Linked DNA regions of Sus scrofa: region 1 is linked to region 2. Evidence: chromatin contacts called from public Hi-C data. All regions are on one chromosome and are shown on one strand. The core of a region is the stretch at or near the end of the contact, and the rest is flanking DNA. Distances in the headings are between cores, read along the strand shown.

Evidence for each region. Hi-C and Micro-C count contacts between places; a contact is called where the count stands out from the background.
Region 1: a Hi-C map of skeletal muscle shows a contact between it and region 2, with 2.6 times the contacts expected there. The contact joins the enhancer-like site here to the promoter of YAP1 in region 2. A contact is called at or near these places in 5 of 47 Hi-C or Micro-C datasets (embryonic fibroblasts, heart right ventricle, liver and 1 more) and 1 of 2 datasets of contacts at active chromatin or transcription factors (skeletal muscle).

What each region holds. Positions count from the first base shown.
Region 1 is chr9:32,850,097-32,854,760 of Sscrofa11.1, forward strand. The region is part of intron 3 of YAP1 (transcriptional coactivator YAP1); the gene reads left to right. Among named protein-coding and RNA genes, the nearest start is that of YAP1, 41 kb to the left of the region's middle. Within about 2 kb of position 2,490, at least 11 of the 83 cell types and tissues checked have an H3K27ac peak or open chromatin away from gene starts, as enhancers often do. A contact at or near this core is called in skeletal muscle, where this site is marked.
Region 2 is chr9:32,809,537-32,814,455 of Sscrofa11.1, forward strand. YAP1 (transcriptional coactivator YAP1) reads left to right here and starts at 2,093. Exons shown (of 10, transcript XM_021062706.1): 1 at 2,093-2,231; 2 at 2,234-2,415. The coding sequence starts at 2,093. It overlaps LOC102157672 (a long non-coding RNA gene), which reads right to left and starts at 2,096. Exons shown (of 2, transcript XR_002335614.1): 1 at 976-2,096; 2 at 1-363.

The DNA of each region.
Region 1 (4,664 bases), core at 1,240-3,739, 41 kb after region 2:
AAAAGACAAAAAAACAAAAAACCAAAAACCCCAAAAAACCCTTGTGATTAAAAGGAAAAATATATATAAGAATTTTTAAAAAAATGTAAGACTCTTTAATTGTATTATTTTCATCAAAATGGTAGTGGTAGGTGTGCTGGTGTTTATGTTAAAAGTAGGGGAGTTCCCATTGTGGTGCAGCGGAAATGAATCTGACTAGGAACCATGAGGTTGTGGGTTCGATTCCAGGCCTCACTCAGTAGTTAAGGATCCAGCGTTGTCATGGGCTGTGGGTGTAGGTTGCAGACTTGGCTCGGATCCTATGTTGCTGTGGCTGGGGCATAGGCTAGCACTTGCAGCTCCCATTTGACCCTTAGCCTGGGAACTTCCATGTGCCACAGGTGTAGCCCTTAAAAAAAAGTAGGGCTATTTGCCTACTTTGTTTAGAAGTGTTTATTACAGATTGTCTTGACTGCCTTCCTGGTGATCTACCATTTAGGAAATATTTTCTAGGCTGTTAGACTCATGTTAATATTTTGGGTGGCTTAAGCCCTGTTGTGTTGATAATAGTTGAAAACTTGAATGTAGCCATAAATATGCAAAGAATATGATTCCAGGTTTGTATCTTAATGTGATTTCCTCACGGTAGACCCATGAGCCAACAGACTGAACAGATCCTTATTTGGAAGCCAACTGGTGTCTGATGAGACACAGAAGGCTGATTATAGCTTTGTTTGACTGCCTAAACCTGTCTCCCCTGGTCCCTGGTTGAGGGCCTCAGGCCTAAGTCATGTCATGGCAGATGAAGTCGGAGTTGGTACTCAACACATTCATTTCCTTACTCTTCACAGTTTTTTGTTTGTTTGTTTGTTTTCTTTTTTTCCTACCCCTAGACTGACAGCTATAAAATGAAAGGGTAATACTGCCAAGGTTTTTAACATGTATAAGAAAGTTCACTTCTTTTTGACATCTGACATGTAGTAGTTGCATTTAAAGCAGTATTTCCTGAGGAATATCGCAGTAAGCATAACTGTGGAATGTGAGAAAATCATCAACCATCTTTAGAAGAGATTATATTTCTTATCTAGTGCCTCTGGATAAATAAATGTCTTATTATTGTATATAAGGATCTCAATTTATGAAAGACTATGTAAAAATATTAGATAAATTATTCTCCAGTATTACTGTGCTTAAAAGTACTGAGGAGCTAATGACTCTTCCAGGTAATTGTGATGTAAGTGGTTTCAGGACCACATTTTGAATAATGTTTATAGATTTTCTGTGTCTTAATATTTCTTAGAGCTTTCTTAAAAAATTTTTTTGGTCTGGAGTTTGTGTCGTGGTGCAGTGGAGAACGAATCCGACTAGGAACCATGAGGTTGCGGGTTAAGGATCTGGCATTGCTGTGAGCTGTGGTATAGGTCACAGATGCAGCTCGGATCCCTCGTGGCTGTGGCTGTGGTGTAGGCTGGCAGCTACAGCTCCGATTAGACCCCCGGCCTGGGAACCTCCATATGCCGAGGGACGCAGCCCTAGAAAAGGCAAAAGACAAAAAAAAAAAAAAAATTTTTTTTTTGGTCATAGTTCTGCCATTCAGCCACTTCGGTTTTCCTTTTCTTTTTTTTTCCCTCAAAAGATAACACTTAGGGAAGAATCTAGGTACACCTCATAGTTGAGAATCAGGAGACTTGAATTCTGGTCTTGTTCTGTTAACAAGATTTTGAGCCTCAATTCAAACTGTGATGACATCTGTCATTTTTTGTAACCTGAAATAAGGCCAAACACTTATTTTGAACTTTTGCAGAGAATGTTCTCAGACATTATTGAAAGAATGTTGCTGAGCCTAACTAAGATAGAAGCCATCTGGGACCAAGATTGAGAGAACTGTGTGTGTTTTCAAGAAGCCTCTACTAGAACTTTGGCTGTTTATTCTCCTAACTGCTCCATCCCATCCCTTCCTTAGGGAAGGATATTTCTAAGGGGAGATGTATATAAGCATGTCAGTCCTATATGGAACCATGGTTAAGTTGTGTTTAAATTGATTTCATACTTGTGAGCAAATATTAATTTTATTCAACCTAAGGCTATAGGGTCAGATTGCAGTGTAGTTATATAGTTTGTAGTGTGGAATATAATCAGTTGTCGCATTTGCTTTTACGTGTTTCTGCCCATACTTGTTTATAACTTTAACCCATTTTTAATAGCCTTTAGTGATTGTCCAGTTGTTTAAATTTCAATATGGGTATTGATTTCCAGTAATATAAAAATATGCTATCACAGAGGAAGTATGTAAGTTTTCTCATCCTTATCAAAAAATTATAGTATGTGCATATCTCTGAACTTTTGAGGGTTCTAAAAATAGTCTATGGTAGACATATAGGAATATAAAAAGCATATGGTTGTGGCTTAGGAAATGTAGCTCATAGAAGGATTAGCTTGAACAATGTATCATTGTTTCTAGGGTCAATTAAGCGTGTAGGTTTAGCCAGCTTGGGAACAGCCTCTAGCATGTGACTCTATAAATAACACTTGCACAACAAACACAGGCTTGATAAGTGAGCAATAAATCTGGGCTGACTGCCCACTCTTCTAAATTTTAGAACCAGTTCTGCCATCATAGTATTTTGAGGGCCTGACAGAAGTAACAGAAGTTTTAAAAATTAAAATGTTTTTCACATCTATTTTGTGTTTCTGGCTGTCTAGTTTTTTTCTTATTTTTGTTGTTTCCTAAAAGTCAGCTTTTCTTGATAAAAAGAATTTTTAGTTTGGTCACCTGGCTTCTAGTTCGATACTTAGGGTTTTGTGGTCTTACGTATACTTAGTACAAAGTATAAATTTTCTCACTTTCTTTAGGAGTGGTGGTGATTTGGTTGCCCAGATGTCTATAACCATAAGAGCAGAACATCTTTCTATCTTTTCATCTTTGTTTGCCTTTATTAGGAAGAATTAGGAATTTCTAACAATTCTCACAATGTAGTTGAATTACAAGCCCACACAACAAAAGATAAGTTCACAGAGATGAATTTTTAACAAGGACCTGTCTAAGCAGATCTTTATTGCCCCCCAAAAATTTCTTTAATTTTGGTTTTTCTCTATTGCAGCACAGTGAGGACGGTCTAAAGGGTGTGTTAGGAGATTAAGCTTTTGCTAGATGTGATTTTTTTTTTTTTTTTTTTTTTTTTGTTTGGTCTTTTTAGGGCCGCACCTGTGGCATATGGAGGTTCCCAGGCTAGGGGTCAAATTGGAACTGCCACTGGCCTACACCACAGTCACAGCAACTCAGGATCTGAGCCGCATCTTCAACCTACACCACAGCTCACAGCAACGCTGGATCCTTAACCCACTGAGTTAAGGCCAGGGATCGAACCCAAGTCCTCACGGATGCTAGTTGCGTTCGTTAACCACCGAGCCACGACGGGAACTCCTTGTTAGATGTGATTTCTAAAAGTTTCTATTTGTTGTTAAATTCTTATGACCAATTCGTGCCATCTGATGCCTCAGAATCTTGGTGGAGTTGAAAAGAACCAGTTAGCTAGCTGTGCACAGGCAAAAACAATTTAGGACTATACTGCTAGGATTTTGTGCAAAGTAAATTTTATGGTTTAGAAGAAAAGCATTTTCAGAAGTGGATTATGAAAAGGGAATAAACCACACATATGATATAGTTAGACTTAAGTTTATGACAATTTCATTTTACTAGTACTAGTTCTAGATTTTAACCAAGATTGCAGCATTTAACAAATTGGGAGTCGTTACACTTAACATGTTATGTTGAAATACTGGTGTTTATTTTTCACTACTTTGAGTTTGGGGCAGGATTTTGTCTTTAGTCTCAAGATTTAGCTAATTTATTCATTACTCACAAACGTGCCATGCCCTACATGTCAGTGGACCCCTTTAGGATTTAGGTCATAGTATTATTCCATGGTTAAAAAATAACCCAGTTGATTAAATTTTCAGTTCATCTGACAAGTTACTGAGCCTTATGCAGAGCACTGTGTTAATGTATGAAACATAGAAAGGAGGAGAGAGTGAGATTGTTTACCCTCCAGATATTTCATGACCTGATGGCAAGGACATTTTAGATGTTGTAGACTTCAGCTATAAAAGTGCTCTCTCTCAGAGTTCCCTATGTGGTGTAGTGAGTTAAGGATCCAGCATTGGCACAGCTGCGGCTCAGATTCAGTCCCTGGCCTAGAAACTTCCATGTGACATGCTGGGGTGCTGCCAAAAAAAAGCTCTTTATTTGTAGTTTATGGTCTCTTCATAGAGTGTTTCTTACCCGTTTCAGTCCCATCAGCCTGTTTTATTAATTTTTTTTAATTTAACTCATTTTATTTTCTCCCAGCTTTTATAGCTCGTTTTTTGTTTGTTTGTTTGTTTGTTTTTTGTCTTTTTGCTTTTTCTTTTATTTATTTATTTATTTTTTTGTTTTCCCTCGTCTTTTTTTTTTTTTTTTTTTTTTTTTTGTCTTTTTGTCTTTTTGCTATTTCTTGGGCCGCTTCCGCGGCATATGGAGGTTCCCAGGCTAGGGGTCGAATCAGAGCTGAAGCCGCTGGCCTACACCACGGCCACAGCAACCCGGGATCCAAGCTGCGTCTGTGACCTACACCACAGGTCACGGCAACGCTGGAGCCTTAACCCCCTGAGCAAGGCCAGGGATCGAACCCACAACCTCATGGTTC
Region 2 (4,919 bases), core at 843-3,342:
TCTGAACTTATGAAGTAGGTGTCATTATCCATGATCTTGATATTAAAGAAATAAAAGAATAGGAAAAAACTTGTCCAGTGTCACAGTGCTAGTAAATGATGGAACTGGGATCTGAAAAATCTCTGTAACTCCAGAACCTATACATTCGTGGTTAAATATACTTGACATTTGGGGATGGGGTAAGGGATAAATATAAGCAGCAGTCATGGGCATCATGGAGGTAGATCCCTTTCTTCAGTCAAAACTGGGTCCAGAGTAGTTGATTAGAATACTGCCTTAAAATCTTGAGGGTCTGAAGTCTTTTTCCCCGGCAACATCAAGTGATGAAGATCCTTCCTCAGAATTATCCAGGGCATGTCCTGGCTGGAGGAAGAGATAATTATTATTATTGTTATTTTGCTCAGGGGACCTTTTCTTGCTTAATTCTATTTATACATCTGTTTGACTAGCATTGCAGACAAAATCATTAAAACAGGAAGCTAGTTTTCTTCAGAATTAACTAGTGGATTTAAAATCAGAATGTTGCATAACCCTTAGAATATTCTAAAAACATTGGATTGCTTAAATGGACACATAGTAAGGTGTGTGAACTATATCTCAGTAAAGTGGCTTTTTAAAAAATCAGAATGTATGAATTTAAAAAGTCTCATTGCTTCTGAGTGATTTCAAATGGACTCCTTGCATTTATAACTGCCACAAGGAGAACCAGGTGCGTGGGGTGAGCTTCTCACCTGTTCATTTCTTACTGCTTACCGAGTCCGTGCTTGTGCCAGGCACAGGGATAACAAAGAGGTAGGCGCCTATCCCTTGGAGGATGAATGACAGGTACACAGATGACCGCTTATAACCCAAATTAAGCTTTTTTTTTTTTTTTTTTTTTTTTTGCGTTGAGGTTTTCATAACTCTGCTGCAAGTTTGAGCACTAAAAAAAGTTTTCACTTTTTAAACAGGCAATTTTTTTGTTTAGTAAATTACCTTGTCACAGATCTGGTCTTCGAGCTTCAAATTACAGTAATCGTTTACTCCATTCAAGTGTGTTTTGCATATTAATAAGTTAAAAAAATCAAGTCGTTAAAAAAAAGGACCCTTATTAAAATCAGTGTCTGTTACAGGTACCATTGTGCTCCAATCTAGTCCTGAGGCTTTGAGCCCATACTGACACTCGAGTTGGTCAAGTAGAGCTAACGCGGGGAGGGTTTAAGTGGATTTACACGTCCTCTCTAGACTTCTCTCGGCCTTAGCTGTTTCGCATCTAGGAAGCCTTTCAACCTTTCCCGGGGACTGGCGGGGAACGGGCCGCGCCGGGCGGGAGGACTTCCTGCGGCCAAGGGCGGCCGCGTTCCCCGCAGAGACCAAACTCCAACCCAGTCTAGACCCAACATTCGTCGTCGGGCCAGCCGCCCTCCTGGTGCGGATCCCCAGGCACGCTCCCGGCCCCGGCCCGAAGCCCGGTAGAGTCCAGGCCGGCGGGCGGGCTAGTCACGTGCGGCCGGGAGGGGCGTTGGAGGCCCAGAGTCTGCAGGAATGTAGTTAACTTGCTGGGGAAAGTTTCCCTCCGCGGCCGGCCACAGATTCGGTGCGGGCGGGCGCGCAGAGGAAGGAAGAGCCGCGAGGAGGCGGAGCCGCGCGCGGCTCGGGCGGGCGGTTCTCTCAACTTTAGTTTTGGCGTCCGAGGCAAGTTTCTGTCTCAGTCGGGCGCAGCCGCCGCCGGGGAAAAGAAAGGGAGGAAGGAAGGAACACGAAAAGGAAATAAGAGAGAAAGGGGGAGGGGAAAGGCAACTAGCTGTCCGGCATCCGTCAGGGGAGTGAAGGAAAAAAGTTCTCGGGCGCTGCAGGTTCGGGTCTCTGGCAGCCCCTCCCGAGGCTCAGCCGCCGGACCAGTGGAGCCCGGGCGCAGGGCGGGGGCAGAGGCGCCGGGGCGGGGGATGCGGGGCCGCGGCGCAGCCCCCCGGCCCTGAGAGCGAGGCGAACGCCGCTCCCGCCGCTGGCCCACTGCCCTTGCCGCTTCTCCCCTCTCGACCCGTCGAGCCGGGGCGCCCGGGTGGAGCCGTTGCCCGCCTAGTCTGGGTGCGCGTCGGGGGAGGCAGAAACCATGGATCCCGGGCAGCAGCAGCCGCCGCCTCAACCAGCCCCCCAGGGCCAAGGGCAGCCGCCTGCGCAGCCCCCCCAGGGGCAGGGCCCGCCGTCCGGGCCGGGGCAGCCGGCACCCCCGGGGTCCCAAGCGGCGACGCAGGCCCCCCCGCCGGACACCAGATCGTGCACGTTCGGGGGGACTCGGAGACCGACCTGGAGGCGCTTTTCAACGCCGTCATGAACCCCAAGACGGCCAACGTGCCCCAGACCGTGCCCATGAGGCTCCGGAAGCTGCCTGACTCCTTCTTCAAGCCACCGGAGCCCAAATCCCACTCCCGACAGGTAACCTCGCCGCCCCTCACCCCACTTCCCCGTCGGCGGGCCCCAAGCCCGGGGGCGCTCGGGAGCGGCGGCCGCCAGTCCTAGCCGGCGGTGGGGGGGTTCCGGGAGCGCTAGCGGTGGCGGGACGGGGGCTCGCGGAGAGCCAGAGGGACCGGAGACGCCCGCCCGGCCGCGGCTCCCCACTTCTCCCAGAGTCCGGGGCCGAGATTTGTTTTTCCCCTCGGAGTTTCTCTGCGGTTGCTGCCCCGGGGGGCGTGCTTTTCCCTTTCCTTTCTTTCTTTCTTCCTGGGGTTCCCGGGAGGTTGGCGGGAGTGGCGGGGGAGGTGGGGAGGAAGGAAGGGGGTGGGGAGAGTCGGCCCGGGCCACGGTGGGCTTGCACAATGCGCGCGCCTCCGCGCGCTCCGCACCTTCGCTCCCGCCGCCGCCGCCGCCGCCGCCGCGGGCCCGGGAAGGGGGAGGGGGGCCTCTGGCATCTGTGTGTGGGTGAGCTGCCAGCGGCGGCCGAGTTTGTGAAGTTGAGCCCTGGGCCCCCTTTCCTTCGGGGCCTCTCGGTCCACTTCAGTCTCCTGGGGAGTCAAATAATTGTTCTCTTGTTTTCCAGTGTTGATTAGGGGTGGGGGTTGAACCAGTCCATTTAGTTTCTCGCTCTTTCTCCCCCTCCCCCTCCCGAAAGCATTTATTTTCCTCGCGGCCCCGGCGCTTTCTGAATACAGGATCCAGACTTTCCTGGAAGTTGTTTATGGAGTTAGTGCTTTCACCCCTGCCCTTCCCTTGCGCCTTGGAACTCAGGCAGCCTCACTCTTATCAAACCTAGTAGGTTCACGTGTTGGCTTCCCAATTGCAGACTATTATTTACAGTCTGCTGAAATGCTTTTAAATTAGCCACATCTGCACGTTGCGCAGGACCTGAGTTGTGCTTACAGTGCCTAGGTTTTAACACAAGCCTTTGATAATGCACTGCAGGTTGACTCATAGGCCGAGTCCTGCCTGGTTCAACTGTGATTAGAAGTTAATGTTTGGGAAGCGATGACTAATTCGAGGCTCGCCATTGCTTTGTAATTCTCACTGAGGATATGAACATGGCTGTTCCACATACACAGCATTCGATAATTTTGACAACTTGATCTAACATTGAAGTGAAACTATTATTGAAAGTGTTAACATTCTGAACGGTCCCAGTAGATTTGTTTAGTGTAGGTTTTTCTTTCTTTCCTTCCTTACTTTTTTTTTTTCTTTAAAGAGAACTTGCTTCAGGATAAACTTCAGCATAAGAACTTTGCCCAAAAGTTAATTGGTTTTCCAAATACTGCAGTGTAGTTAGTCCACTCGGCTGTAACTTGAGTGGAAAGAACAGTTATCGCCCCCACTCCCTTCGCCCCTCCTATTTGCAGGCCTGTGGTACGTTCTCTTGCCGCAGACCAAGGGGTTTTGGAACTTAGAAAAACTGCCTTAACCTGCTGGCAAAAACTTGGGTTAAGGAGTCGGGAGGAAAAAACAATTTAGGTGCTTGCCCTAAATACTTCAATTTGAAAGGTGTAGACTAAGGTATGCTTTTTTCTCTTATCCCTGGAAATGAGCTTCTGGACTCATGGGCAAAAATGGATGTTGGCATTGCACCTCACAGTCTAGTTACAGCTATGCTGCTAGTTACTTAATATGTTTTGAGAGTATAATACTCAGAGGAGATTGTATTCCGAATTTTGTGGTGTCTATAAGCCAAAAAGACGTGCAGCTGAAAAGTGTACTTATTCTTCATGTAAATAATTGCACAAGAATAATAGCGGTTTATAGATTCATTCTGTTTATAATCCCCTGTAGTTTTTTTTGTTTTAATGAGTTTTTTTAATCGTGTTGTGCATCTATAAGTTTGACTTTTATTTCTACTAATAATTTCTGATTCAAATTTATTCTGATTGGAAACTCAGAATGTACATGATTTAACATCAAGGCATAAATGCCTCTGCTGATTGCTTCCAGTCTATATCACTCTAAGAAATTTTAACTTTTGGTAATCAAGCCCTAACTCTAATCAAGGAATTTAAATAGCTATACTAACTTATGAATAGTACAAATGTGGATTGTAAATACTATTGCCCACAAATTATTGGATATAAATTCATTCATGTCCTCATTTTTTCATCATGAAAATAAGCTCTTTTACAAGTGAGAAAATTTGAGGCTCAGAGAATCAGATACTCAGTGTCACACTAGCCAGCTTGGATAGAACCCTGATCTTTGGAGTCTTGAGTGCAGAATTTTTTCTGCTGTTACACAGCTGTAAATAATGTAAGCATGCAAATTAAGTGATGTTACAGTTGAATTCTTGACGTCTTTATCATTTAGATATATATATATAAATGGTTAGGTATTCATTCATTAGGTGGCTTTTAAGAACATATGGATGGTTTTGGATCTTTTGTATTCGTTAAAAGTTATGTTAATTTTGGTGGTTGCTTTATTGATGACATTTGTCCGTAATGGGGGTAAAAAATGACTACCATCAT